5 separate regions of the Mus musculus genome follow, and all the other regions are linked to region 1. The links are chromatin contacts, called in public HiChIP or PLAC-seq and promoter capture Hi-C maps. All regions are on one chromosome and are shown on one strand. The core of a region is the stretch at or near the end of the contact, and the rest is flanking DNA. Distances in the headings are between cores, read along the strand shown. Region 1 overlaps Stx7 (syntaxin 7). Region 2 holds the start of Ccn2 (cellular communication network factor 2). Region 3 holds the start of Rps12 (ribosomal protein S12). Region 4 overlaps Slc18b1 (solute carrier family 18, subfamily B, member 1). Region 5 has its middle 15 kb from the start of Vnn3.

The links. Promoter capture Hi-C pulls out the DNA fragments that hold promoters and counts their contacts. HiChIP or PLAC-seq counts read pairs in DNA pulled down with a chosen protein or histone mark.
Region 2: a contact with region 1 is called in an H3K27ac HiChIP or PLAC-seq map of embryonic stem cells, with 2.4 times the contacts expected there. The contact joins the promoter of Ccn2 here to the enhancer-like site in region 1. A contact is called at or near these places in 6 of 115 datasets of contacts at active chromatin or transcription factors (the NIH/3T3 cell line, embryonic stem cells, epiblast stem cells and 1 more) and 2 of 9 other capture datasets (adipose tissue and embryonic stem cells).
Region 3: a promoter capture Hi-C map of neutrophils shows a contact between it and region 1, with 7 times the contacts expected there. The contact joins the promoter of Rps12 here to the enhancer-like site in region 1. A contact is called at or near these places in 12 of 39 promoter capture datasets (the 3T3-L1 cell line, 3T3-L1-derived adipocytes, the HPC-7 cell line and 9 more), 3 of 484 Hi-C or Micro-C datasets (B cells, bone marrow-derived macrophages and rod photoreceptor), 21 of 115 datasets of contacts at active chromatin or transcription factors (the 230-238 cell line, acute myeloid leukemia, bone marrow-derived dendritic cells and 12 more) and 3 of 9 other capture datasets (adipose tissue, liver and pancreatic islet).
Region 4: an H3K27ac HiChIP or PLAC-seq map of embryonic stem cells shows a contact between it and region 1, with 6 read pairs. The contact joins two enhancer-like sites. A contact is called at or near these places in 1 of 39 promoter capture datasets (neural stem cells), 1 of 15 datasets of contacts at CTCF or cohesin (pro-B cells), 17 of 115 datasets of contacts at active chromatin or transcription factors (acute myeloid leukemia, bone marrow-derived macrophages, differentiating embryonic stem cells and 7 more) and 4 of 9 other capture datasets (adipose tissue, embryonic stem cells, liver and 1 more).
Region 5: a contact with region 1 is called in an H3K27ac HiChIP or PLAC-seq map of extraembryonic endoderm stem cells. The contact joins two enhancer-like sites. A contact is called at or near these places in 7 of 115 datasets of contacts at active chromatin or transcription factors (the 230-238 cell line, bone marrow-derived dendritic cells, bone marrow-derived macrophages and 3 more) and 2 of 9 other capture datasets (adipose tissue and pancreatic islet).

Annotation. Positions count from the first base shown.
Region 1 is chr10:24,162,323-24,167,803 of GRCm38.p6, forward strand. The region is part of intron 2 of Stx7 (syntaxin 7); the gene reads left to right. Among named protein-coding and RNA genes, the nearest start is that of Stx7, 16 kb to the left of the region's middle. Within about 2 kb of position 2,424, at least 229 of the 459 cell types and tissues checked have an H3K27ac peak or open chromatin away from gene starts, as enhancers often do. A contact at or near this core is called in the 230-238 cell line, B cells, the HPC-7 cell line and 19 more, where this site is marked.
Region 2 is chr10:24,593,020-24,598,500 of GRCm38.p6, forward strand. Ccn2 (cellular communication network factor 2) reads left to right here and starts at 2,423. Exons shown (of 5, transcript NM_010217.2): 1 at 2,423-2,769; 2 at 2,857-3,079; 3 at 3,328-3,579; 4 at 3,713-3,924; 5 at 4,296-5,481. The coding sequence starts at 2,707. The coding sequence ends at 4,592. It overlaps Gm15270 (predicted gene 15270), which reads right to left and starts at 2,784. Exons shown (of 5, transcript NR_163910.1): 1 at 2,622-2,784.
Region 3 is chr10:23,784,101-23,789,581 of GRCm38.p6, forward strand. It overlaps Rps12 (ribosomal protein S12), which reads right to left and starts at 3,109. Exons shown (of 6, transcript NM_011295.6): 1 at 3,056-3,109; 2 at 2,894-2,944; 3 at 2,664-2,780; 4 at 1,802-1,904; 5 at 1,476-1,577; 6 at 1,083-1,173. The coding sequence starts at 2,907. The coding sequence ends at 1,111. It overlaps LOC115487513 (a small nucleolar RNA gene), which reads right to left and starts at 2,443; the gene lies at 2,370-2,443. It overlaps Snora33 (small nucleolar RNA, H/ACA box 33), which reads right to left and starts at 1,351; the gene lies at 1,247-1,351. Snord100 (small nucleolar RNA, C/D box 100) reads right to left here and starts at 1,721; the gene lies at 1,654-1,721.
Region 4 is chr10:23,808,929-23,814,409 of GRCm38.p6, forward strand. It overlaps Slc18b1 (solute carrier family 18, subfamily B, member 1), which reads left to right. Exons shown (of 14, transcript NM_183116.2): 6 at 1,861-2,017. Among named protein-coding and RNA genes, the nearest start is that of Slc18b1, 15 kb to the left of the region's middle. Within about 2 kb of position 3,378, at least 42 of the 459 cell types and tissues checked have an H3K27ac peak or open chromatin away from gene starts, as enhancers often do. A contact at or near this core is called in differentiating embryonic stem cells, embryonic stem cells, epiblast stem cells and 2 more, where this site is marked.
Region 5 is chr10:23,833,396-23,838,876 of GRCm38.p6, forward strand. No RefSeq gene overlaps it. Among named protein-coding and RNA genes, the nearest start is that of Vnn3, 15 kb to the right of the region's middle. Within about 2 kb of position 3,371, at least 8 of the 459 cell types and tissues checked have an H3K27ac peak or open chromatin away from gene starts, as enhancers often do. A contact at or near this core is called in adipose tissue and extraembryonic endoderm stem cells, where this site is marked.

The sequences.
Region 1 (5,481 bases), core at 1,174-3,673:
TGTTTTGTTTCTGTGCTTTTCTGTTGATGCTGCTTCTGTTCCTGGGTTGGTGGATCTTAGGATTTGTGAGTAGTCTGCATTGGTAGAAACAAGAAGAGCTTCCTGAAGTGCTTGCTTCCTCCAGCCAGAGCTGACCTAGCTCCAAATCCTTGCCAACAAGAACAGCCTAAAGTTTAATCCATTTCAGCCACATTCTTATCTCATAGTGGCTTAATTTGCATTTCTAATTTGAGTCAGGTTTTTGTGAACATAGCTCTTAAGAAATTCAGTGAACATAGAACATTCTGTAATTCAGCAAGCTCTGTGTGTGTGTGTGTGTGTTTGTGTGTGTGTGTGTGTGTGCGCACACGCATGCACACTGGATTAATCTCTTCCAACTTTATAAAGTTAAATCTCAGCCAGAGTTTCAAGGACTCCTGAAAACTCTCCTATCATGTGCAGGTTTTAGTGTTAAGAGGCCATTTGTCATGGGACTTATACATTATTTACAGATTCTCATAATGGAAGCAGCCATTTGTAAGAGCTACTAGAGCAGTGATCGTCAACCTTCCGAACACTGTGACCCTTTAATACAGTTCCTCTTGTTGTGGTGACCCCCCAGCCATAAAATGACTTCACTGCTATTTGATAACTGTAATTTTGCTACTGTTATGAATCATAATGTAAATATCTGATATGCAGGATATCTGATCTGTCACCCCCACACAGGGGTGACACCCGCAGGTTGAGAAGCACTAGGCTAGAGTACCACCAGGATTAGGAGGTATTTTCTGATACTAGAAGATGGGAGTTATTGACATAAATGTTTCAAGAGTGAGCCATGCAGTGAATTAACTGAATTAAGAATTGAAGAAAATTAATAAATAGAATTTAGAACAGTTAACTGTGAAACAGTATTTGACTAAAAAAAAAAAAAATCCATACATAGTTGTTCTAGTGAACTCTCTGCCATTAATGGGTAGTTACAAACCCAGGGTCAAACAGATGGGCCTAGTTACATTCTGTGGGACCAAACAAAAAGGAATGGGTGTGGGAAGATTTGTAAAGAAGTGTGGCTGGCAAGGCAGAGGGAAGGGGAAGGGGAAGAGAGAGCAGCCATAGTCATTACATACAAGTGTGAGATTGCCAAAGAATAACATTTCCAATAAGAAAATTCTGGCATTTAAGTATTCTTTGTTTTTAAGGAGACTCTAAGGTGGCTAAGAACTTTCTGTAAACAAACTAATCATATACATTGGTAACAAAATCTTCTTGTTGTGGGGCTGGAGAGGTTGCTTGCAGAGAGTGGGATTTAGTCCCCAGCATCTACAAGGTGACTTACAAACATCTGTAACTCCAGTTCCAAGGGATGTGACACCCTCATCTGCCCACCCTGGGCACATGGTACACATACATACCTGCATACATACATACATACATACATACATACATATATACACACACACATATAGGCTAAACATTCGTGCACACAAAATAAACAGCAAATAACTAGAAAAAGAAAAAAAATCTTCCCATCAGAATTTGAGTGTAGACATTTCTGCTAAAGCTTGTATAATAATATTAAATGTGCTTTTCTGTGTATGTTTTCTGGAGCTCTCTGGGAAGATACTCGGTAAAAGCTTGAGCCTTTGCTATAAATGTTAGAAGAAGATAACAGAAGCATGTTTTATGTTGAATCATCTGTCTGTCTGTCTAAAAGACCCACATTGTCTCCATGCAGTGCAGTAACTGTTCTTACTTCACACTCACTGTCCCTGTTTGTTAATAAGAATCTCTGTTTAGCTCTGGGCCTGCAAGGTTCTGAGGGGGTTCTTAAGTTGGTTCTGGGAGGAACTGAGGGAGTGAGTCTAGTCAAAATTTATTGTCTGAAATCCTCAAAGGATCAATAAAAATAGTTTTTAAACTATAGGTCATCTTGTTGTTCTGGGGGGAAGTGCGTTCTGGTCTAGTGAAGAGACGTCCATTTTTGCCTCTGAACACATGAGTGCACAAAAGGGAAGCGAGTATTTGGACTTTTCTCTTTGGCATCACAGCAGGCTTTTCTGTAAAAAGGACTCCAGTCCCCAGAAGTGAGCAGATCTGCTGTCACATCTGAAAATAGATGGCTGACATTATTTACCCCCTGGAGTACCCACAGTTCTGGTATTATAATTTTCTCATGTCCAACTGTTGACGCAGTCCAGATACAGGTAGGAGAGAGAGTATTTCTCCTGGGGGAATCTCAGTGAGAAGGGCAGTTCTGGTTTCTATGGTGACTTGCCCTATGGGGTAGAGTGTCTGCTCTTGGCGGTGGGAGTATACTCTTCTCACTTCATACACCAGTCTTAATCAGTGGCCGAGGTGCTTCCTGGAACTCTCTCTCTTGCCTGTGTGTGAATCATCTGCCGGCTCATGCCCTGAGCGTGAACTCTCTTCCCTTTGGTTCCTGTCCTGCCTTGTGATCTGGGAAACTCCCCTGCCTGGATCCAGTCGAAGTGCACAGAAGTGCACAGCCCGCTGGTCCCTTCTCTCCTTTTGTGGCCACCGGGTCCACACTGTTCTTACTACTTCAGATGACAGCAGCCTCCACATTGTCCTCTCTGCCCCCTTTCTTGCCCTCTTATCTTCTCCACAGTGACAACAAGGCAGATTTTTAATGCATGAGCACACGTCACACCCAGATTTCAATTCATCTGTGACTCTCTTGGCCCTTGCAAGGAAGTGTGAGCCTTGTGCTGTTCACACCCGCATCCAACCTGCCTCCCCCACTGCCCACCTCAGGTTCTTCCTGAGGCTTCTTGGGCTGACCCTTTCACACCTCAGGGCCTTGGAACCCGCTTCCCACCTGTGCCTGCAGAAAGGTAACACTGAGTTCTCCGTAAACAGGCTCAGTAGGACTTTCCGAATGGCTCTCCCACTCCTAAGGGGAGAACAATGGTTCATGGGCTGCAAGCAGCCGCATGTGTATTACCCTTTTGTGTATTCAGGTGACCTCAGTACATTTATCTAAGGGATGTCTTACTTGGCTATTCTTTATAATCATTTTCTCATCATCTTGCTTTCATTTTATAATGCCTTTTATCAGAAAAATAAAAATTTAATTACGATTTCCGCCCTGTGTTCCCCCATTAAAATGTTAATCTTTGAGAGAAAGGTTTGAATGCCTCAGTCACCAAAGTATTAAAAAAAAAATTAAGAGCATGAGGTTATAATATGCAAAGGGTATTTTTTATGATTTACCTTTTCTCCTGCACCTGCTAGCTTCATGTATTCCATTAGTGGGTGTTAACATCAATATATTCACCACCCTTTATTCATGAAAATTTTATCTGAAGACTGAATGTTTGTTTATGAGCCGGGGATCTTGGCACCTATCCTGTTTCCAGAATGCATGCTTAGAGATCTACATGGATAAAGTGATGCAGTCCATATGCCAGCATCCCCATGTGAACACAGCAGGCTACATTCAGATAAATAATCACAGTTACTTTTAGCCTTATTTACCATGAACAAAATCTATGCACAGGGATTGGTTGGATCACAGTGTTGCTTCCCTTTTATGAAATTACAGTTTGTGGTTAGTTGGGCAATGGTCCTACATGTATTTGGTTGCTTGAAGCTGACTAGTTTTTGTTTCCTGGAATTATTTTGACAATACATCTCTTTGAGTTCTTTATGAAATCCCTTGCCTGTTTGTTCTGTAGCCATTCCTGAGCAGCACTTTTCATTACAGAGTAACTGCCCTGCATGTGTATACCAGAGTTCCTTTTTTAAAAGTAGTTGATACTTTTAGTTACTTTGGAAGAATTCACATAGGACATGAACTGTGTTCTGCTTTGGTGTGTTTATTGTCTATAGTCTTCCCTCAATATTACTGTTACCAAGATCGGTGAAGAAACCACGGCTGAGGTAGTAATGTGTTTGTGATCAGAGTTGTGACCATTTAACTTCTGCGGGGGAGGGTTGTCTTCATCCCCTTTGAAGTCAAAGAGAACACCCACAGACATCACCGAGGGCTGGCTGGCTGCAGCTGCTTGCAGCCCATGAACCATTGTTCTCCGCTTAGGAGTGAGAGAGCCATTCGGAAAGTCCTGTTTACTGAGAACTCAGTGTTACCTTTCTGCAGGCACAGGTGGGAAGCAGCTCTGCAGGAAACATCCCCGTGATCTTAGTTACATTGTCTTTCTGGAAGGTACCTAAACTCTTTCGGTGTTTGTGATTCCTGCTGTATGGCCTTTGTTGGTCTTGAATTTGTAATCCATCAGCCTCCAGAGTGCTAAGAGCACATGCAATTATAGCACATGCAATTGTGACTGCTGTCTTAATCGAGTATTTTATTTTTTAATTTTTAAAATTTTGTGTGTGCATGATATGTATATGATTGTGTGTGTATGTGTGTGTCTTTATTTATGTATGTATGTACAGTCATATGTCCCATAGCGTAGAAGTCAAAGGACAACAACCTCAGAAACCAGTCCTTGCCACCTTCCAGCTAGTTCACTTAGGACAGTGTTTATGCTGTGTTATGTAGCTGCCCAGTGAACTTGTGTGGAGCCTCCTGTCTCAGCCTCCCACCCTGGCATGGGAGCAACGGGAATATAGATGCATGGATACGGTGCTTGCTGTGCATGCATGTGTTCTAGCGATCTGAATTCAGGGTCTCAAGCCTGTGTGGCAAACATTCTACCCACCGAGCCATCTCCCTAACGTTAACCTAGAAAGTTGTAGCTCTCTCTTTAAAACTGAATATTCTGGTTCTGTAGGAGGACCAGAAGTCTCAATTAATCTGGACCCCCGAGATCTCTCAAACAGTAGACCGCCAAACAGACAGCATACACCAGCTGATATGAGGCCCCCCAACACACATACAGTAGAGAACTGCAGGGTCTGTGTCCATTCAGAGATGATGCACCGAACCCTCAAGAGACTGGAGGCCCCAGGGAGTTTAGAGGTCAGGAGGGATGGGGGTTGGGAGCGTCCACGTGGAGACGGGGTAGGGTTGGGAGGAGGTGTGGGATGTGGAGCAGTCAGTGTGGATGGGGAGGGGCGGGGAATGGAATATGGAGTGTAAAAAATGAATTACACATAAAATTAAATTAAAATAAATAAATATAAAAACAAAAATAAATAAAATTGTATATTCTCTACCTAAAATTAACCATTGTGTATTTTTTAAAATGTTCTTATCAGATTTTGTCATCGAGTCTATCAGATGAAAATTTAGTTTTGGAATGCTTAAGTCACTTGCCCAAGTTTATACAGTTGGGTGAGGTTTGTGTCAGATCTCCGAAGACTCTGATTCATATAATAGTATGCATTTAGATTATGTCATATTGTATGAGAGTGTAACTTGTGTGTCTGTGCAACTTGCCCCAATTTATGAAGTATCTGTGGTGTGCTAGAGAGTCTGGATGCTAGAATCCTGCCAGTGAGTACAACACAACGGCAATGTTTGCATCTGTAGAGTCAACCTTAGAGAGAAAAGGATATGGTGAAAGTGAG
Region 2 (5,481 bases), core at 1,173-3,672, 430 kb after region 1:
GAAGGAAGAAGAGAGGTGAAAATTAAAGTTAAAACACAACGCATCTGTTTCCTGAGAAGTTAAAGGTGGTTAATCCTCACTGAGAGCAACGAAATCGAGACTTCTTATCTTCCTGTTCTGAGTGGGCGTCGGTCGGGCTTCTCTCTGTGACTTCCCTTAGCTTTATGAATGGCCGTTCTAAAAACACTGCCCAAGTTACTCAATTATAAAAAGCCCAACCACTTACCCCTGTGACTGAGCCTGCCCCCTGGATACAGCAAGCCATTGGTGGCTCTCAGGTGGACTTGTGGTTTCAGAGACTGCTCCAACTCTCCTGGCTCCCCTCATCACATTGCAGGCTAGAGAGCTCACCTCAGAGCCCACATCCCACCCCAGATGAGCCTCACCCTTCCCTTCCCTTCCCTTCCTCACTCATTCCACCTTTCTGACCATTGCTGGTAGATATAATTGGGAGTTTAAGACTTGAAAGATTTCACTGTGGCTTCCCACATAGTTTGGACTTTAAAAAAAAAAATATCATCAAAGAAGACAGCAAAAGTGCAAGGCCAAGTTGCCTATACTACACATGTGGCTACTCACATAACTTGCCATGTTCTTTCTTTAAATAGGAAGTCTCGGGCCTCTTCTCTTTGAGGAATGCTTGGAAAGAACATTGAATAACAATGTCAGAAATCCTTCCAGCACTGCAGAGGCTGCTCACACTTCAAGCCACTCACACCTTTCGCTGTTGACATGTAACTGCACTGTACAGCATGTGGCTGGCTTAACAAGGTAATTGTGTGCAGATGATGTGGTCAGCCACTTGAAGTGGCTAACTCCCTTACCCCCTCCCACCATCGCCCCCCGCCACCCCTGCTAATCATCCATGGATGGATTGAAAAAGTTTTAAAACTGGCCCACTTAAATGGGCTGTTTTCATGTTATAAATCTATAGTGTGTTGTCTCCAAAATTAGTCTTTGCCGATATACTCAGTTTAAACTTATAGTCAGAAACACCAACTATGAGAGGAAGCCAGTGACAAATGATGTAGCTTTAGGGAAAGCATGGGATGGTCCCAGAATCTTTCTATGTCCAATGAGAATTGGAGATAAACACACACACACATACACACACACACACACACACACACACACACACACACACACACACGCAAAGAGAGACAGAGAGAGAGAGAAAGAGAGACAGACAGAGAGCCAATAAACAACACAGGTCCTAAATGAATGCACAGTGTATAAAATTGGTCCTTACAGAAACTAAGTAGCAGTTCTAAGAAACAGAGACTAGCTTAGATACATTGTTTACTTTTAACATCAACACACGAGCAGGGGATAAAGCTGTGCTTTCCTTGATTTAACCTCCCTCCACGAGCCTGCAAGCTATTTGAGTAGCAAGAGGCTTCATCACTAATTGTAGACACTTGGGGAAGTCAGTAAAAATATATTATGCACTGATGCTTAGTTTATAGCCGGATTATAACTAGATACAACCGTCTATGGTTTTGCTGTTATGTAAACAAGTGCTTTACTTCAAAACAGAACAAACCCCAACAACATCGTTAGATTATGGGTTTTAGGATAAGTTAAAAAAAAAAAATCCAAGCCTGGACCTCAGTACAGCCATGTTTAAAATATCCCAACTGAACCCCTACTGGCCTCCTTATACCTCTTTCTTCTCCCACTATATTCCCTGACACTTAGCTTCTGAACACAGCCATTTGGTCTGAACTCATAAACTTATTTTTCTAGAAAAGCCATGCCCAGTCATTCCCCTTGCCTCCCTGGACCCTGAAGACAAGTTCTTACATAAAGAGTGCTGAAAATCTCCCTGGGAACCTACATCCTTGGCTTTCATATCTTTCAGCCATCAAAATGGTTATCTCCAGTGACCAAAGATCAAATGCCTGTATTTCAGATACAAAAGTTGCACATAGGAATTCTGGGAGGAGAGGAGGCATTTCAAATGGCTATAAGCACCCTTCTCCTCTCAGTAGAAGAACACCAAGAGACTACAGCCCCGTAAAGAAAAAAAAAAATCCAAAACAAAGAAAAATATTTTTTTTAATTTCTAGGGGCCCATGGTATTTGCCTCTTGAGCTATTTGAGTCTTGAGAAGTTTTTATGTCAGTAGCCAGAACTGGCAAAGAGATTTTTAAGAAGAAAAGATCAGAGAAATAATCGTTTATTTCTAAGTTATATTTCATCAGGAGGGGTGAGAAGATGATATGGAGAAAGTTTTACTTCTTGGTGTTGTGCTGGAAACACAGCGCCTTTTTTTTTTTTCCTGGCGAGCTAAAGTGTGCCAGCTTTTTCAGACGGAGGAATGTGGAGTGTCAAGGGGTCAGGATCAATCCGGTGTGAGTTGATGAGGCAGGAAGGTGGGGAGGAATGTGAGGAATGTCCCTGTTTGTGTAGGACTCCATTCAGTTCTTTGGCGAGCCGGCTCCCGGGAGCGTATAAAAGCCAGCGCCGCCCGCCTAGTCTCACACAGCTCTTCTCTCCAAGAAGACTCAGCCAGATCCACTCCAGCTCCGACCCCAGGAGACCGACCTCCTCCAGACGGCAGCAGCCCCAGCCCAGCCGACAACCCCAGACGCCACCGCCTGGAGCGTCCAGACACCAACCTCCGCCCCTGTCCGAATCCAGGCTCCGGCCGCGCCTCTCGTCGCCTCTGCACCCTGCTGTGCATCCTCCTACCGCGTCCCGATCATGCTCGCCTCCGTCGCAGGTCCCATCAGCCTCGCCTTGGTGCTCCTCGCTCTCTGCACCCGGGTAAGCCCCGGGACTGACGGAAGGGACGGAGGGAGGGCAGAGTGAGCTGCGATCACAGACTGACCTCCCTCCCCTTCCTCTCCGCAGCCTGCTATGGGCCAGGACTGCAGCGCGCAATGTCAGTGCGCAGCCGAAGCAGCGCCGCACTGCCCCGCCGGCGTGAGCCTGGTGCTGGACGGCTGCGGCTGCTGCCGCGTCTGCGCCAAGCAGCTGGGAGAACTGTGTACGGAGCGTGACCCCTGCGACCCACACAAGGGCCTCTTCTGCGATTTCGGCTCCCCCGCCAACCGCAAGATCGGAGTGTGCACTGGTAAGACCCTCAGCCCCATTCCAGCCCCCTTTGCAGAGGCCTCACCTTTTGGTGTTGGACCACCACCTCTCTCAAGTCCAGCGTGATACCCTCTAGAAAAAGAAAAGCCCCTATCCGCAGCTGCTTCCAACCGGCCCCCTGCAGTCCTGACCCTAGCTCGTCACCTTGACATGTACAGTGATATAGCTAGCTGTTCTGATCCCTGTGACCCTACGCCTGACCTACAACTTTGTCTTCCTCTCCCGCAGCCAAAGATGGTGCACCCTGTGTCTTCGGTGGGTCGGTGTACCGCAGCGGTGAGTCCTTCCAAAGCAGCTGCAAATACCAATGCACTTGCCTGGATGGGGCCGTGGGCTGCGTGCCCCTGTGCAGCATGGACGTGCGCCTGCCCAGCCCTGACTGCCCCTTCCCGAGAAGGGTCAAGCTGCCTGGGAAATGCTGCGAGGAGTGGGTGTGTGACGAGCCCAAGGACCGCACAGCAGTTGGCCCTGCCCTAGCTGGTGAGTTGTCACCTTCAAAGTTACTGTTATTCATTCTCCCCAACTTCAGGGCCAATGCCCAAGTCCACCAAATTAAGGGGAAATTGTCCTATCCGGATGTTTTACCTTGTGTTTGTGTGTTCTGCTCTCACAGCCTACCGACTGGAAGACACATTTGGCCCAGACCCAACTATGATGCGAGCCAACTGCCTGGTCCAGACCACAGAGTGGAGCGCCTGTTCTAAGACCTGTGGGATGGGCATCTCCACCCGAGTTACCAATGACAATACCTTCTGCAGACTGGAGAAGCAGAGCCGCCTCTGCATGGTCAGGCCCTGCGAAGCTGACCTGGAGGAAAACATTAAGGTACATCCTCTGCCCCTAGTCACTCCGTTTTACAGAATGACAGGGAAGAGAACCGAGCTGGCTGTCTCACCTCCCATGTTATTAGAGGCCTGTTGTCTCCAGAAATATCTAACCATGGAGCTGTCTGGCTAGAATGAGAGATGCTGTAACAACAGCTGCCAGTTTTCCACTACAAAATTCCCCGTGGTGCTAGTTAATTCAAGACACTCCAAATGAGGCCATGGCTATTTTTGGAAAACTGGCAAATGAAACTCCCAGTCTCTCCCCTCAGAATATAAACACAAGTCAGATGACATAGGGCTAGTCTACAAAGGCTTGAGGAAGGCCACTCCCGTTGTAGTAATTGCTGTTTCTCCTTCTGTCTTCCTTAGAAGGGCAAAAAGTGCATCCGGACACCTAAAATCGCCAAGCCTGTCAAGTTTGAGCTTTCTGGCTGCACCAGTGTGAAGACATACAGGGCTAAGTTCTGCGGGGTGTGCACAGACGGCCGCTGCTGCACACCGCACAGAACCACCACTCTGCCAGTGGAGTTCAAATGCCCCGATGGCGAGATCATGAAAAAGAATATGATGTTCATCAAGACCTGTGCCTGCCATTACAACTGTCCTGGGGACAATGACATCTTTGAGTCCCTGTACTACAGGAAGATGTACGGAGACATGGCGTAAAGCCAGGAAGTAAGGGACACGAACTCATTAGACTATAACTTGAACTGAGTTGCATCTCATTTTCTTCTGTAAAAACAATTACAGTAGCACATTAATTTAAATCTGTGTTTTTAACTACCGTGGGAGGAACTATCCCACCAAAGTGAGAACGTTATGTCATGGCCATACAAGTAGTCTGTCAACCTCAGACACTGGTTTCGAGACAGTTTACACTTGACAGTTGTTCATTAGCGCACAGTGCCAGAATGCACACTGAGGTGAGTCTCCTGGAACAGTGGAGATGCCAGGAGAAAGAAAGACAGGTACTAGCTGAGGTTATTTTAAAAGCAGCAGTGTGCCTACTTTTTGGAGTGTAACCGGGGAGGGAAATTATAGCATGCTTGCAGACAGACCTGCTCTAGCGAGAGCTGAGCATGTGTCCTCCACTAGATGAGGCTGAGTCCAGCTGTTCTTTAAGAACAGCAGTTTCAGCTCTGACCATTCTGATTCCAGTGACACTTGTCAGGAGTCAGAGCCTTGTCTGTTAGACTGGACAGCTTGTGGCAAGTAAGTTTGCCTGTAACAAGCCAGATTTTTATTGATATTGTAAATATTGTGGATATATATATATATATATATATATATATTTGTACAGTTATCTAAGTTAATTTAAAGTCATTTGTTTTTGTTTTAAGTGCTTTTGGGATTTTAAACTGATAGCCTCAAACTCCAAACACCATAGGTAGGACACGAAGCTTATCTGTGATTCAAAACAAAGGAGATACTGCAGTGGGAATTGTGACCTGAGTGACTCTCTGTCAGAACAAATGCTGTGCAGGTGATAAAGCTATGTATTGGAAGTCAGATTTCTAGTAGGAAATGTGGTCAAATCCCTGTTGGTGAACAAATG
Region 3 (5,481 bases), core at 1,859-4,358, 380 kb before region 1:
AACTGACAAAATGACATGGGAACTAGAATATTGCAGGACTTCTCAAGCCAGCATAATGGCAGGCTGGCACGAATTCTAGCAGTGACACAAGGCGCCCCCCCTACATTTTTTAACAAGCTTTTTTCCTCTCCTTTCACAGGATTCCTAAAGTCTCTTTCCCAAGTAACTGTAGGCAGCACAGCTCCATCCCATTCCCTTGGAGACATCTTGAACATGGTGCCAGCCTTAGCCTCCTACCCTCTGCTGACAGACTGCACACACCTCAAATATTCCCACAAGTCATTGGGAGGTGCTTACTGCCAAATCTAACCTGAGCTTGATGCTTGAACATCCCAAGTTGACTCCAGAAGTTATTGTTAGCACACTTGTAGCTGGTCTAGTTCTTTTCTGAAGGTCTTGAGTTTCTTGCTTTATCTAAAAAAAGGCTAACAGCTTATGGATACACTATACCATCAAATAGTTTCCTTGACACATTTCCTAAAACCAGACACTTTGAAAGCAAAACTACAACTGATATTTTTAACTGTCACTAAGTGCTAGCAACAGAAGGTTCATGCAAACTGTCCCATAACGCTGCTTAAGAATCCCTCATCACTACAGATTTCTAAGCCTTTCTAACCAACTAGAACACTAGAAAATTAGGACTTGGATGCAAACAGGGTTCAGAAATTTAAGCATGTCTACATTTACCCCTGGGGAACCTGAGTCCCAAATCTTCCCCCACACTTAACCCTCTAATCCATCTTTCTACCCCAATCTAACCTTGTACCGTTATTACCAACCCTGGATATCTACTCAGTGTAATTTACCTCTCAACCTGTCATGGCATGTAACCAGAAATTTTAGCAATTATCTATAGTTCTGGCTGCCCAGTGTGCCTAATTCTGAGGCCTGTGTTCTCCAGTTTAAAGCTTTGATGCGTCTCCTTTGTCCATCAAAAATACTAAGCCCAAAGCCCAATTTTAGTTGTGTATGTAGCCTTGGCAGTCATTTACCCAACGAAAATAGTAAGAGCAGACAGGTACTTCCAATCCACTATCACCTGAGTAAGCACATCCCATTTTATACCAGCAAACAAGAAATACAAGAGAAAAATCAGCCAAAATTTATTTATTTCTTGCACTTGAAGTATTCCTCGATGACATCCTTGGCCTGAGATTCTTTGCCATAGTCCTTAAAAAAATTAAATGCGAATTACTTTCAGTATTAAATTCCGATCAGCTATTTGATTCAGTCTTCCCAATAATACTGTAGCCACTTTCAGGGACCTTAAAGGCTTCAGCTGCCCCTAAGGCTCGTACCATGGCATTAATATTGCCAGCCCTTTCTAAATTTCTGCAGAAACATTGAGATAAGCAGATTAATTGGCTGGCTTTCAAATGATGGCTTATCTTTACAGAAGGTTTAAATCTTGTCTTTAAAACTTGTTTCCACTAAAGGGCCATCAACATTTTAAAGAGAAAAGCAAGACTTACCTTAACCACTACGCAACTGCAACCAACCACCTTCCGTGGTTTGCCCTCTCGATCGATTTTACAGAGGCCTACCCATTCCCCTAGTTTCTTGTTGTCATCAACCTATCAAAGACAAAAGCAATTACTAACAAGGATTGAAACTAGTAAAAGCTGACCCTCAACATTCCCAGGGTGGCTGTTTCAGGAGGGTGACGTGCAGTTTCCTCAGCGAGATTCAGAAGAGGGAGACTGTTTTCATCATGTACAGCCCACGTGAAAATCATCAAAACTACCATGCAAGTTAGTGCTGGTGCCTGTGGCTCAACACCATTATCACTAAGGCTTACCTTTATCAGGTTGATTTGGTGCTCAGCACAAAGTGCCTCCACCAGCTTGACATACATGGGCTCATCACAGTTGGATGCGAGCACACACAGATGGGCTTGGCGCCTAAAATGCAAAACTCAAAGGTGAAACCTTCAAGGGTCTTCACTGTGCTAGTAAACCTGACCACACAGGATTTACTGTACCAAACTGCAGACTAGCCATTCACTTTCCCTGTACAAACTTAGATACCAATACCACACATTATAATAGGAAACCTATTTATGGCCAAAGGAAACTATGACCACTTTCAGGGTATTTCCAACTTGAAAGCTGATCCAAAGCAGTCCTGTGCAGGAAGCACTGTAAATATTCACAACAGCATCCAAAATCACCTGACTTTACCTCAAACAGTAGAATACACGTGCATAAGCCTAATAAACCATGCATGTTCTCAAGTCTCCCGGATATAGCTAGATTTCCCCGACACCACAATATTGTCGTTTAAGTATTTGCAAACTAAATAATGATGCCCCCCCCTTTTCCATCTTCTAGCAAAACTACCGGACTATCTATCCCCACGAGCTACAGGTTTGTCAGACTAGCTGTTTCTCACCCATGAACGGGGTGAAGGGGTATCCGACAATTCAAGTCATCATGCAAACACTGTAGCTTTACAAAACTACTGCTCGTCATCCCCGATCCACACAGCAACCCACACATCCTAAGTGGGCTAGAGTTGATACCTTTTCCTAGGTTTCCTGCTGGCCGGATGACATTCAGAACTTTTGTGCTAACAGCATGAACTTCACGCTCTCTTCCCTTGGCTGCTGCAGTCTTTGTTCCGGCTGCAACACCCCACAGTATTGAGACTGAGACACGTACTTGTCTAAGGCTTTGGCAGCTTCGCGTATGCCACGTGCTAGGCCATCGTGGATGAGGGCGGTCTTCAGCACCTCTTGTAGAGCAGTGTTGACGTCCATTACACCTCCAGCAGCTATGCTGGAATGCAGACAGAGACGTTAGGACCCTCGGCAGGCTAGGGATGGGGAACTAGCATGGAGAAAAGCCCAGACCAGCGCCGCCCGCGGGAGGCCCACGCCCCACTCGCTCACCCTTCCTCGGCCATGGCGGTGAATCACGGGTGACGCCGAATCTTGAACGCACTGAAAGACAAAACATCAGTAAATCGCCCGTTAAGACCCAAGTACTTCACTTTTGAAGCCAAGGCGCAGTAGACACGCTATCGCCGGCGCACGAGCTGGGATCACACTCACCCCGAGCTTCCGCCTCCGCGCAAGTCGGCGGCGGCAGGGGAAAAGGCCGGCGGTGGCCGCATGACGGTATTTAAGCGCTCCGCTCGACTTCTGTGCGCATGTGCAACTCCTCCCACTAAAGAGGTGGCTCCGGTGGTGCCGTGCCTTAGGAGTTTCCACTTCCGCCTTTAGGAGCGTCCGTGGTAAGAACGCGGCTGGATTTCTAGCAGGCATCGCAGCGGGCAGCCTTTGCCCAGGGGGCGTGGACCACAGAGGTCCCACGATCCGCTCCTACGGAACACGAGAGGAGCCAAACTACTGCCGTTTTCTTCGCTGCTGAATTACTTTGTTTTAAGCAGTTTTTCCACGTCTTATCGTGAAGTTTCCTGTTGCCAATACTGGCCGATTAGGCTGAGTGTGTCCACATTTTGGTCCTTTGGTTTTTAGCCTCTCTGAGTGGCTGTGATTTGTGTATGATCACAAACCCCACTGCTTTGCAACGTGTTTAAGCAGACCTTGCGGCCAGGTCAGATCCCGGTCTGAATGCAACCGGTTCTGAATGAACATTTAGGTAATGACCCTAGTTTTTTTCCCGAGTCGCAGCTTCGCAGACACTGGATCCCTGAGGTACATGTTAAACTCTCACTGTGGATCTGTCACTAAATTCCACCGAGGATTCGGCTACCAGGAGTGGAACTCCAGAATCTTAAAGCCAGTTCCCGCCTACGCCGACAAATGCATTTTAATTTCGAAGGAATCACTCGCTCTTCTACTTCCAAAGCAAATACACAAGACATCTCTCTCAGAAGATATCCCCGAAGCCAACCAGAGCTTCTGATGGCCAACCTGGTGGATACAGTGATCATTGTCGGGCTCATGAATTTCATGAGGATATAAGAAAGTTGATGGAAGTTTTAGCTTTTCCAATAAACGTTTGGGTTTCACCCCTAAAGCCTCATGCTTGCTTCCTTACCCCTGCAATTCAAAAAAGTATTTAATAGGTGGTTAGTTTCTGTGGGCGTATTTCTGCCAGTGTCTATGGTGCTGTTTTAAAGATGAGAGACGGCGGACACTTAAAAGTCTGCATTTTAAAAGATAAAGCTAGTATTTTAGCCAAAGAGTAACATACCAGAATGCCACGGTGCTGGGGAGTGGAGATGATGTGGGAACGCAGGGGATTTGGAGTTTATGGCAGCATTTAAAAGAGGTTTTAACTAGAGTTCCAGCCAGGTAAGTGCAGGAAGAATATTCAGACAGGAAGAGAGAGCAGGAAGGCACACGTGCCTTTTGGCTGTTTTGGAAGTGATTTTGAAACATTACACAGTCGGAAAAGAATGTGGTTAAGTAGAGTTTAAGTAGTTTCCTTAGTATAAGGCTATTAAAAGTTAATGTGTCAAACCATACATAAGTTGCAAGACTTTCATCCCAGCACCTGAGAAGCAGAGGCAGGTGGATAGCTGTGAGTTCCAGGCTACCAGGAAGACAATGTCTAAAGCAAAAAAAGGAAAACATTTAAGTGTTAAGCATATTAGAGTTCTCTTCCCGGAAGAAAAGTCTCACAGAAGAGACTAGATGGTAAAATTGGAAAATAACTACTGCATTTAAATACTAAGAAGAAACAGCTGAGTCCTTTCAGCTTGGTGCCTAAGTTTTAGTGCTGCTTCCAACACAGTAGCAACCAGCTCAGACTCTCCACACCTTTGATGTCAGCTCTCTGTCCTAATAGTCCACCCTAATGAATGCCTTTCTGTCAGCAGTAAGCACCCCCTTTTAACAACTGGAGCCCCTCCCCCCTTAAATCTTGATTGTGTAATAATTTTAATACCCAAAGGGAAGTTATTTTCCATGTGATGAGGATTTTTGTTTTAGATAAAGATTCTCTTATTTCACACACTCTTTAAGAGTAGCCTCTCAATTTTAGGTCTTGGCAAAGGTGGCGGAAAATTCATATAGTGGTTAGTGGCTCTTACCCAGTACATTCTAGCAGTCACATAATATATACAAATATGAGCTAGAAAGTGTACATACAAACCAGTGGGGCGTGGCCCTTCCTGGCAGATAGCTGTACCTGAGCCATCCCCAAGATGGAGACCAGGAACACAATAAGGGCCTAACTCCAGGGATCTGCTTCACATAGCCAGCCACATCCACTTCGAAGCAGAAATCAAAGCCAGTTACCACTGATCTTAAAAAGATAAATGGTTGATTGCCATATGCAGGGATCCATCCCATAATCAGCTTCCAAATGCTGACACCATTGCATACACTAGCAAGATTTTGCTGAAAGGACCCAGATATAGCTCTCTCTTGTGAGACTATGCCGGGGCCTAGCAAACATAGAAGTGGATGATCACAGTCAGCTATTGGATGGGTCACACGGCCCCCAATGGAGGAGCTAGAGAAATTACCCAAGGAGCTAAAGGGAACTGCAACCCTATAGGTGGAAC
Region 4 (5,481 bases), core at 2,128-4,627, 350 kb before region 1:
ACGTACACACAAGTACATGTGCACACTTATACACGTGCAGACAGGTACATATGCACACGTACACACAAGTACATGTGCACACTTTTACACGTGCAGATAGGTACATTTGTATACACACACATATGCACATACATACACATGTACACACATGTACAAACATACATGTGCATATGGAGTAGCAGAGTGATTCTCTTCCCTCCCTCCCTTCCTTCCTTCCTTCCTTCCTTCCTTCCTTTCTTTCTTTCTTTCTTTCTTTCTTTCTTTCTTTCTCTCTCTCTAGATTTATTTATATTATGTATATGAGTACAGTGTAGCTATCTTCAACACACCAGAAGAGGGCATTGGGTCTAATCACAAATGGTTGTGAGTCACCATGTGGCCACTGGGAATTGAACCCAGGACCTCAGGAAGAGTAGTCCGTGTTCTCAACAGCTGAGCCATCTCTCCAGCCCCCTTTTCTTTGCACAGTTGATGACATACTCTTCACACTATTTAACACCTCACTAATTTTACTGATAAACTCACATTGGTGGCTACAGTATCTAGTTATAAAACCCATCCATTCTCTCTTTACTGGCTGTGTACACTTACACCGCATAGATATCTCCTAGTTAATTAAAATGCTAGTGAATATTTACATCATTTGCATCTTTTGTTCCTTTGTTTAGAACAGGGTCTCATTTAGGCCAGGCTTGCTAGAACTCTCAACAGTTGACCTTGAACTCCTGGTTTTGGTGCCTGAAACCTTTCTCTTGGGTGCTGAGATCACAGGTGTCTGCCACTGCACCTTGCTTCACATTGCAAACAGTGCTATAGTATCAGTGTGTGAACCAACATCTCTCTCTCTCTCTGTATAAACTGTGAAGTGACATTTTTAAAAGTAGTACTCTCATAATTCTGTTTTTGCTTACATTTTTGAGAATTTCTACATGAGTACAATATATTTGTATAATTTCCACTCCTTTTCCTTAGTTTACTGCTTTGTGTGTGTGTGTGTGTGTGTGTGTGTGTGTGTGTGTGTGTAAACACAGCTTCCACCAAGTTCATCTAGTGTTGCTCATACGTCTCTATGCTCAGCCCTGACCACAGTTGGATAACCAACCCGGGGCTCCCCCTGGAGGATACTGATTCCCTTTCTTAGCAGCCATTGGTTGCCTATAGTGCTCACCTGGGGATAAAGCTCTGTGAGATTTCTCCCATCCACGGGCACGTCAGTCAGTTAGTGTAGTCACTATGCTGGTCTTCCTCAGGTAACTGTATTGTTGGGATGTCATGGATGCAACTTCCCTGTCTCATGCAGAGGACACTCTCTCATCGCAGATGTCCTGGGCCTCTGGCTCTTTCCATCTTCTGCCCCTATTCCTTGGTGCTCCCTGAGACGTAGGTATATGGGTTGTAGTGCATGTATATCAGTTGGTGTTGAACACCCTGTGACCAGTTGTATTTTACATTTTGACCAGTTGTAGATTTCTGTAATGGGCTCCAGCAGCTTAGAAAAGAAACGTCTTTGATGAAAGGTGGGAGGTGCACTTCCCTGTGGATGTACGGACAAATATTTCAAATGTGGTTACAAACTATACTGCTTTAGGAAAATGGCAGTTACCAGGGTCTATTTCCATGTCTATGGCCTTACCAGCCACAGGGAGGCTAGCTAGGTTTACAGGACCAGGCATTTTGAGATGGGGTCTTACTATGCCACCCTTTCTGGCCTGGGACTCATAGACATCTACCTGCCTCTACTTCCCAAGTGCTGACATTAAAGGTCTGTGTCATCATGCCTGACACTAGTAATTCTTCATCTAAAATACATGAGCTAAATCCTCGTTTCATTTTTGTTTTTTGTTTTTTTTTTACTTTTAGGGAAGTCTTGAGGTTTTTTCTGGACTGGGGCTGGTAGCAGGCCCCCCTTTAGGTGGCCTTTTGTATCAATCCTTTGGCTACGAGGTACCCTTTATTTTTCTGGGGTGCATAGTCCTGCTGATGATACCACTCAACCTATACATTTTGCCTAGTTATGGTAAGTTCAAACTTAATACTCGCTTTAGACCTTTTATTTTATTTGTATGTCTTTGTAAAGGATACATTACGGTATGTTGGCTTTTAGTTAATGTAATCAATGATACCTCTTTTGCCACACCCTCAAAAACTGGCTCTCTTTCCTAAAACATGGGTAATTAATTCATGAGAACTTTTGCTTACAGAGGACTAGGGATAAAGCTCAATTAGCAGACTACTTGCATCAAGTCCTAGGTTTGCTCTCTAGCTCCACACAAAGAGAACGATGGTGGTGCTCATCTTTAAAGCACCTCAGCTATAGGGTGAGTTTACGGCCAGCCTAGGTTGCATGAGGCCCTATCTTCAAACAAACAAACAAACAAACAAATAAATAAATAAAAGCATATCACAAAAATTTCTAGGTTTTAGGAGGATCAAAATACTTAATTTCTCCTCACAAGCCATTGCCATTGGGCTGAACTAAATCACCAGAAACTGCTGTGGGCAACACATTTTGTCTACAAAGCAGTAAAAGCAAGGTGAGATCCCTATAAGTTCTAGGCCAATGTGGCTTTAGGTTCTTTTGTTGTTTTTTTTTTGGGGGGGGGTGGGGTGGGGGTGGGATGGGGTGGTTGAGACAGGGTTTCTCTGTGTAGCCCTGGCTGTCCTGGAACTCACTTTGTAGACCAGGATGGCCTTGAACTCATAAATCTGCCTGCCTCTGCCTCCCAAGTGCTGGGATTAAAGGCGTGTGTCACCACCCCCCCCCCCCCCCCCCCCCCCCCCCCCCGCTCGGCTTGTTGGTTTGTTTTTAATACGGTCTCACTATGTAGCCCTGCCCACCCTGGAACTCACACGCCCAGAGATCTTCCTGCCTCTACCTTTCCCAACTCTAGGTTCTAGGTCAACTTTGTGTACTTAGTGAGTTCCACGCCATCCTGGGCACAAAGTGACACGTTTGTTTTTCACTCCGTGAGTTTCTTTGAGATACATCTCAAACAAACTAAAACATTCAGTGTAGCCGGTCAAGGCCAATTATTCCTTCCCAGTGGGCCTTCTGCTTGTCTGGAGCAGTAATAGTTACAAGGACACAGTAAGATAATAGTTCCTGGCACAGTAAAGGAATCATTCCGGGTCAAAGTTTCCATCCCCACATAAATCACTAATCACAGTGATAAGCAGCTGCATACTGTCATGGTTAACTGATAGGAGCTAACCAGGGCAAGGAGCACAGAACACTTTGGGCCATCAGGTTCTTAGCTGTGGCTCATTGGTAGTTCCCTTTGGTCCAAATGAAACTTACTAGCCAGGTTATGTACATTGTAAGCATTGATTCTTAGTAGGGTAGTCAACTTGTATTCTTGCTAGGTTACTATGGGGAACTGGGGAGAACAGAGCCAGCGAGGCAATACCACAGTAAACCACAAGGTGGTGCTTATCCTCTTTGCAAGTGTAAGGAATCAGTTTTTTGTTTGTTTGTTTTGTTTTATGTTGTTTTCCCTTCGTTTAGCATCCTGGGCTATGTCCAGGTATGATGGCTAAACAGTCAGCAACAGACCTGGGGAGATGGGTCAGCAGTGAAGAGCATTGGATGCTCTTGTAGAGGACCTAGGCTCAATTCCCAGCAACTACATGGTGGCTCACAGCAGCCATCTGTAATGGAATCTGATGCCCTCCTTCTAGTGTGTGTCTGAAGACAGCTGCAGTGTCCTCATATACATAAAAAAAAAAAAAATCTCAAAAAAAAAAAAAGAAAGAAAAAGAAAAAAAGAAAAGAAAAGAAAGGGGTTAGATTCTCATGTAGCAAAAGGAAAAAAAAAACTCTTTATTACATTAGGAAATGAGAAAAGATAGCTAAGACAGGCTAATTAAAACTGGAATTTAAAAAAATCCCTAAGGTCGATAATATTAAGTTTGGAGTGTTCCTAAATAAGTGCACTCTTACAGTTATTGAAAGTTTTAATGCCATTGAAAGTTTTAGGATAGATGTTACAGGAAATCTCCAACCCAAATAAACCCACGCAAAGAAAACACGACTCAGTTAATATGAATAAAACTGCATGCCTAGATTGGGCAGATCTGCCGCTACACTACCATCTTCCTCATCTGTGAGACCCCTTATTTGCTTGTGGTTCCTCCAGGCCACGGGCTTCTGCTCCACTTTCCTTCCACCCCCTCTGTCGTCCTCTCTTCTCCCTCTCCTCCATCTCGCCCAAACTTTCAGCTCCACCTTCTCTTCTCCTGCCCAATCACAGGCTCTAGCCTTTGTTTTACAAATTAAGTAGGGGGGAGGACTCATTCGTGTCCTAAGCCCCTCCCTGGAGAGTGGAATTAGCATCAAAATACAAGCAGTCCCTGGGCCATCAGCAACTGTAATGAAGTTGTCTTTTGTTTTGACTTGTGAGCAGTTAGAATCCTGTGTTCAATACCTGCTGCTCATTCCTTCCACCCCCATGGCCCGCCATACTTAGGCTACTTAGCATTGTGTGTTAGGAGTCCTTGACCCATTTCCATATCTGCTCTCCAGTTGTTCCCTGATGTCCTGTTCTAACAGTCATGGCATGCCACGCCTCTCATTAAAACCCTCAACCTGAGAATCTGAGGAGCCTGCTTTACACCATGGTGACAGGAGGATCTATGGAGTTACACAATAGTCCCACCTCCTTTGTGGGCCACATACTACAAGACCAGAGCACACATCAAGCCCACTTCTACTAAGTTTTGATGTGTGCACACATACTTACGGTAAAGTTTAATTTAAAATTAGGCACAGTTAAGAGATTAACAATATGGGGCTGGTGTGATGGCTCAGCGGTTAAGAGTACTAGCTGCACTTGCAGAGGAACAGAGTTCAAGTCCCAGCATCCACATGGTGGTTCACAACCATCTGTAACTCAGCTCTCAGGACAGAGCATCCTCTTCCGGCCTCTGAAGCACCAGGAACACATGGCAGGTTCCTGGCACAGACGGACATACAGGCAAAACACCACATACACATTAAATAATTAAATAATTGTAAAAGGAGATTAGCAATAATAATGAAAGCATAAAACAAGTACGATTACTATAATTAAAGTTGTTTAAAATTTAGAAACTCGTTGTTTCTGGATTTTTCCAGTTATTATTGTTATTATTATATAATTTTTTTTTAAAGACAGGGTTTTTCTGTGCAGCCCTGGCCATCCTGGACCAGGCTGGATTTGAGTTCAGTGATGCACCTGCCTCTGCCTCTTGAGTGCTGGGATTAAAGGCTTGCACCACCACGCCCAGCCATCCTTTTATTTTAAAACTTAAAACAATCGGTACATTTTACTTATTTCATTTTCTGTGTGTGAGTTTTTGACTGTGTGCATGTCTGGTGCTCACAGAGGTCAGAAAGAAGGCATGTGGGCACTGGAAACTAAACCTCTGTCTTTTGTAGGAGCAGCTAGTGTTCTTTACTGAGCTATATATTATAACAGATAATGCTTTCTGTATACGCAAGAA
Region 5 (5,481 bases), core at 2,121-4,620, 330 kb before region 1:
TAGGGAAGGAAATGAGCCTTTCTTGACAGAGATCACCATGGTCCATTTGCTGACATCGGAATGTCTATGGTGGGAAGGAGAAGCCAGAAGTTCAGCTGCAGGTTCAGCTGTGGGTTGCTCATCCCTGGAAAGAATGCTCAGTGGTTGGGAACTCCCCTGACTGCTCCAGAGTTCCATGTGCGAGCAGCTGATCTGATGATGTTGCTTCTATCTGGTCCTTTACTTGGGAGCCTCACCCCTGGGGACACCCTGCTATGCCTGGGACTCTTTGCCTCTGAATCCAGAACTCCAGCTGACGGATGCAGTCAGCTTCTGCTGACTATTTGTAAGCACCTGATTTGATGATGTTTCACTGACTATCTGTTACTTCTCTCTATTTATCAGATACTTATTCTTTTATCTTTGCTTGCTATACTTAACAAATGAGCTCATTCAAAACCCAGAGCATGGCTATCCTAGAGCATTCATTCTCTGGGTCATTCAGACCATATGGAAAAAAGAAAAAGAGAGAGAAAACAGTAGGATTGCTCTTACCAGAAAGATATTATTACATGTTCTAGAAAAGGAACTTAGAATCTAAATCAATTCACGCATGTTATCCAACAGAAGAATGTTTAAACTTGAGGTTTCCATGTCTATGTATTATCAGACAATATGTATATTATATACATGTATTATCAGACAATATGTATATTATACATATGTATTATCAGACAAATGTAATATTTGTCTTAGTTAGAGTTTCTGTTGCTGGGAAAAGACACCATGACCAAGAGCAACTCTTCTTTTCTTTTTTTTTTTTATTAGATATTTTCTTTATTTACATTTCAAATGCTATCCCGAAAGTTCCCTGTACCCTCCTCCTACCCTGCTCCCCTACCCACCCACTCCCACTTCTTGGCCCTGGTGTTCCCCTGTACTGGGGCATATAAAGTTTGTAAGACCACGGGGCCTATCTTCCCAATGACGGCCGACTAGGCCATCTTCTGCTACATATGCAGCTAGAGACATGAGCTCTGGGGGTACTGGTTAGTTCATATTGTTGTTCCACCTATAGGGTTGCAGAACCCTTCAGCTCCTTGGGTGTTTTCTCTAAGGAGCAACTCTTCTAAAGGACAACACTTAACTGGGGCTGGCTTCCTGGTTCTGAGGTTCAGTCCATTATCGTCAAGGCAGGAAGCATGGCAGCATCCAGGCAGGCATGGGACTGGAGGAGCTGAGAGTTCTACATCTTATTCTGAAGGCAAACAGAAGACTGCTGTCTTCCAGGAAGCTAGGAGGAGGGTCTTAAAGCCCACCCCAACAGTGACACACTTCCTCCAAGAAGACCTCTCGTCCTAATAGTGCCACTTCCTGGGTCAATCATAATGAAACCACCACAATATTAAAATTATTTTAGGGTTGGCTCAGCAATTAAGAGTGCTTACTGCTCTTTCAGAGGACTCTGGTTGGCTCCTGTCACCCACAAGTCAGCTCACAAGTACTTATAACACCAGTTCTAAGCAATCTGATACCCTCTTCTGACTTCTGCAGGCACCAGGCATATCATATCTGCATATATGTGGGCAAAATGCTCATACACAGAAAACTGAGAAATAAACAAAATGATTTTGGGGGAAAATGTATTCTGCAAAGCCAAAAGATTTTCTTTTTGTTGTTTTTATTTATTTATTAGCTTTGTTTATCTTTATGTGTATGGGTGTTTTTTTAAATTTTATCTACATGTATGTCTGTGTGTCACATATATACCGAGGCCAAAGAGGGTATTGGATCTCCTGGAATTGGAGTTACAGATAGTTGGGGACCATGATGTAGGTGAAAGACCCCCGAAGGGACCCTCACTCAAGTCTCAGTATAATAACGGACCTTCAAGAACTCACGAGAGACCAAGCTTGATGCAAACCACATGAGGCTTTATTCGGGGAAAGCCAGAGCTCTGGGGATGACTCATATCCCACGCAGGAGTAGAGGATTCGACCCCGAGGGGAAAGGGGTTCCAGTTTTTATAGGCCCTCAGGGGGGAAAGGAGAAGGGGGGAGTAGGGGATTTCCAGATCTAAACAATGTAAAATGATTGATTTCTCAAGAAATGGGTATGGGAGGGAAACAAGGAGAGTCTAATGCAGGTGTAGTAACTCCGGATTGGTCCCAGCTGTGGTTGCTGGGGAGATTTTCCGACTCTATCCCAGCAACCAATACCACAAACACCAGGCAGTGAGGTGCAGCAGTGGGCACACACCTGTGTTCAAGGAACGGTCAGAACATTGGCAGACACACGGGTTTGAGGAGGGACCAGAGCATTGTGCACCTCTATTTTTCTAAATCAGTGTAGCTACTTCTGCTAACAATGAAATCTATTTTGCCAATTTCAGGGCTTCTGTGACCTTTTACATTCTGGCAGGATCTTTCATAGGTACGAAGAATTGAACCCAAGTCTGCTAGAAGAGCAGCCACGTAATCACTTCTAACTCTCTAGCCCCACAAAGTCAAAGGTTTAAACCTATAATGCAGCCTTGGACCTGTGAAGAGCTAGCAGGAGTCCTTGGTATCCATAGAACATGTCTTAGGTAGGAGCTTTTGAGGGCATCAAGGCTAGAAGGGAAATGTAGCTGCTGGATTTAGATGGTTAAGGTTAGACTTCAAGTCAGGAATCTAGACAGAAATTTCACTAAGTCTTTCGGAGGAAGCCAGGTTGGCAGAAAAATCAATGAACTGAAAATCTCCAAGGTCACTTCAAGGAAGTGAGGGAACACTGTCTCGCAGGGCAAGCTCAGCAAGCTGTGTCCTCTTAGGCCCTAGCCATCAATCAGTGTTGTGTTGACGCCGTGCACTAGCAGAAATCTCTGAGGCATTTCCTTGGAGTAGGGCTAAGTATTAACTTCATGAAACCACTTGATCCAAGGGAAAAGGACTAAAACATGGAGTTTCCCAGATCAAATTAAAGGTTCATAGCCAAAGGCCATTTCTTTTTTTTTTTTTTTCTTTTTGGAACTGAGATGGAAACTTTATTTTCCTAATATTCCCACATCAAGAACTCAGATTGTGCTGAGAAATACAAAAACATCCAGTGCCTCTGTGTGGTAGTCAGTCATCCTGTCCTGGCAGAGCCTTAATAATGGAGTTATTCTACATTCCAGCTGAGCAGGCTCATCCTCATCACATCAGCTCTTGAGGGAAAATAAAACGGCCAAAGGCCATTTCACTATCTTATCACAGTAGCATTGAAAAAACTGGGTGGAGATTGCTGGGGAGGGAACTGAGAAGAGTAGAAAATAGTCCACAAAGCGACCCACTGGTTTTTTAACATCTAATCTTACGTAGGGAACAGTTAGAGAACAGTTAGCTGAGTAAGACTTAAGTCTTAACTCAAAGTCCACATAGATCTGGACAGGGACCCAGTTGGATCAGTCTCCCAGCGCTGGCTGCTTGTCCTTGCCTGGGAGTCGGGAGAGAAGAAAAAGCACTTCTACATGGTTGGCTTTGAGATCTTGCCTTGCCTACACCAGTTCATTTTCAGAAAGAGAAGATGATAGAGATAGAGAGACACAGAAAGAGAGACAGAGACAGAGTTACAGAGAGACAGACAGACACACACACAAAGAGATGAAGAGAGACAGAGAGATACAAACACACCCAACATGAACCCCCCTCCCCCCACAGAGACTGGGAGAGGTAGTGGGAGAGGGAGAGGGGGAGGGGGAGGGGGAGGGAGAGCATCATCAAGGTTTTAGGAAACTAACACAATCGATAAAATGACCTTCTTTTGAAAATAGATCAGTTACCTAGAGAACAAAAAATTGTCATCTTAATAGGGCTCTCCCCTGGATAAACTATGAACCCAGATCATGGAAACAGAAGGGTTTGGGCATTTATGGAAAGGGACAAGGCAGCCTGAGGCGATGTGCTTCTCTTAGGCCTGGTGCATAGGGTCAGGTTTCACTTTCCCTGAGAACCAAACTGTAACTAATTCTTTATAGTTGTACTTACCTATTTACTTGTTCACTTATTAATTTAGTTCTTTCTCCAGCGGCCTACAGACCCCAGCCCTTTTGGTAGCATATAGTTTCTGAAGTGGCAGATTATAATATTTTATGTGATATATTTTATTTCAGTTCTGCTTACAATGACTTAAGAATGTCCCCAGTTCCAGCGAATGACAAACACTGCCCCTGCAAGCATTTACTAGTCACCTTAGAAGTTTATGGGGACAGAAAAACCAGAACGTTGCTGTGTACTGTGTGTCGTCTCTCTTGCTCACTGGTTGTAGGATGAGAGGACAGAGTGTCACTAATGTGGCCACAGATGTTGAACAATCTTACTCAACAAATCGTTAGCAGGTGGCATCTAGAAACTAGTTATGTAACTTTTGAAAGGTCTCTCGGCCTCTGAATTAAGGCCTTTCCTTACAGATTTGGCTAAGATCAAGGCTAAGATCCCATTTGTGCCTTTCTCTCTGCCCCCTCAAGCCCCATCTCCTTCCCAAGACAGGATCTCACTGCACTCGCTTAAGCTAGGCTCAAACTGGCAAACTCCCTACTCTGAGTATCTGAACGCTGGGGTTACAGGTAATTGCTACCATATTGACCTTATGCTCATCTTAGCAGTGAAAGTGGTTAAAATGTGCCAGAAAGAATTACAGCTATCCTAAGTTCATATAAAAAACAATCTAACTTAGGGCATCTGTAGCACTGAATTGTTCCATCCAAAGACTAAGGCTTAATTTTAGGCACAGATCCTATAAAACAGTGAGTCTATATAGCTGTGGTTAGTAGAGTTTCAACACTACTGAAGCTGGAAAGAACCCAGATGCCCCTCAACAGAGGAATGGATACAGGAAATGTGGTACATTTACATAATGGAGTACTACTCAGCTATTAAAAAGAATGAATTTATGAAATTCCTAGCCAAATGGATGGACCTGGAGGGCATCATCCTGAGTGAGGTAACACATTCACAAAGGAACTCACACAATATGTACTCACTGATAAGTGGATATTAGCCCAAAACCTAGGATACCCAAGATATAAGATGACTTTTTTCAAGTCACATAATTCTATGGTTTTTCTCTTTATACGCCCTGGGATAATATGGCTAAATGCTACATCTTGAATATCTCAGGTCTTGGAACACAGTTCTGGCACCAGGTACAGATGCCAGCACCTGAATAAAAGTCTCTTCTTTGTTAAATATCCTCGTGGCCAGACTGGTGAATCTCTGAATGACCTAGACCCATAGCACCCAGTCAGAATTGGAATGGGGAAGTTATAAGAGGGCTGGAGAGATCTCACATGTGTCTGAGTTAAGTCCAGGCCCAGGGGAATTTTCTCTGACTCTGCAGTCATCTGTGCTTGCACCCCTCATAAATGAGAGCAAGTTCTGCTAACAGCATTTATCTTTTTTTTTTTTTAAGATTTATTTTATTTATTATATGGAAGTACATTATAGCTGTCTTCAGACACTCCAGAAGAGGGCATCAGATCTC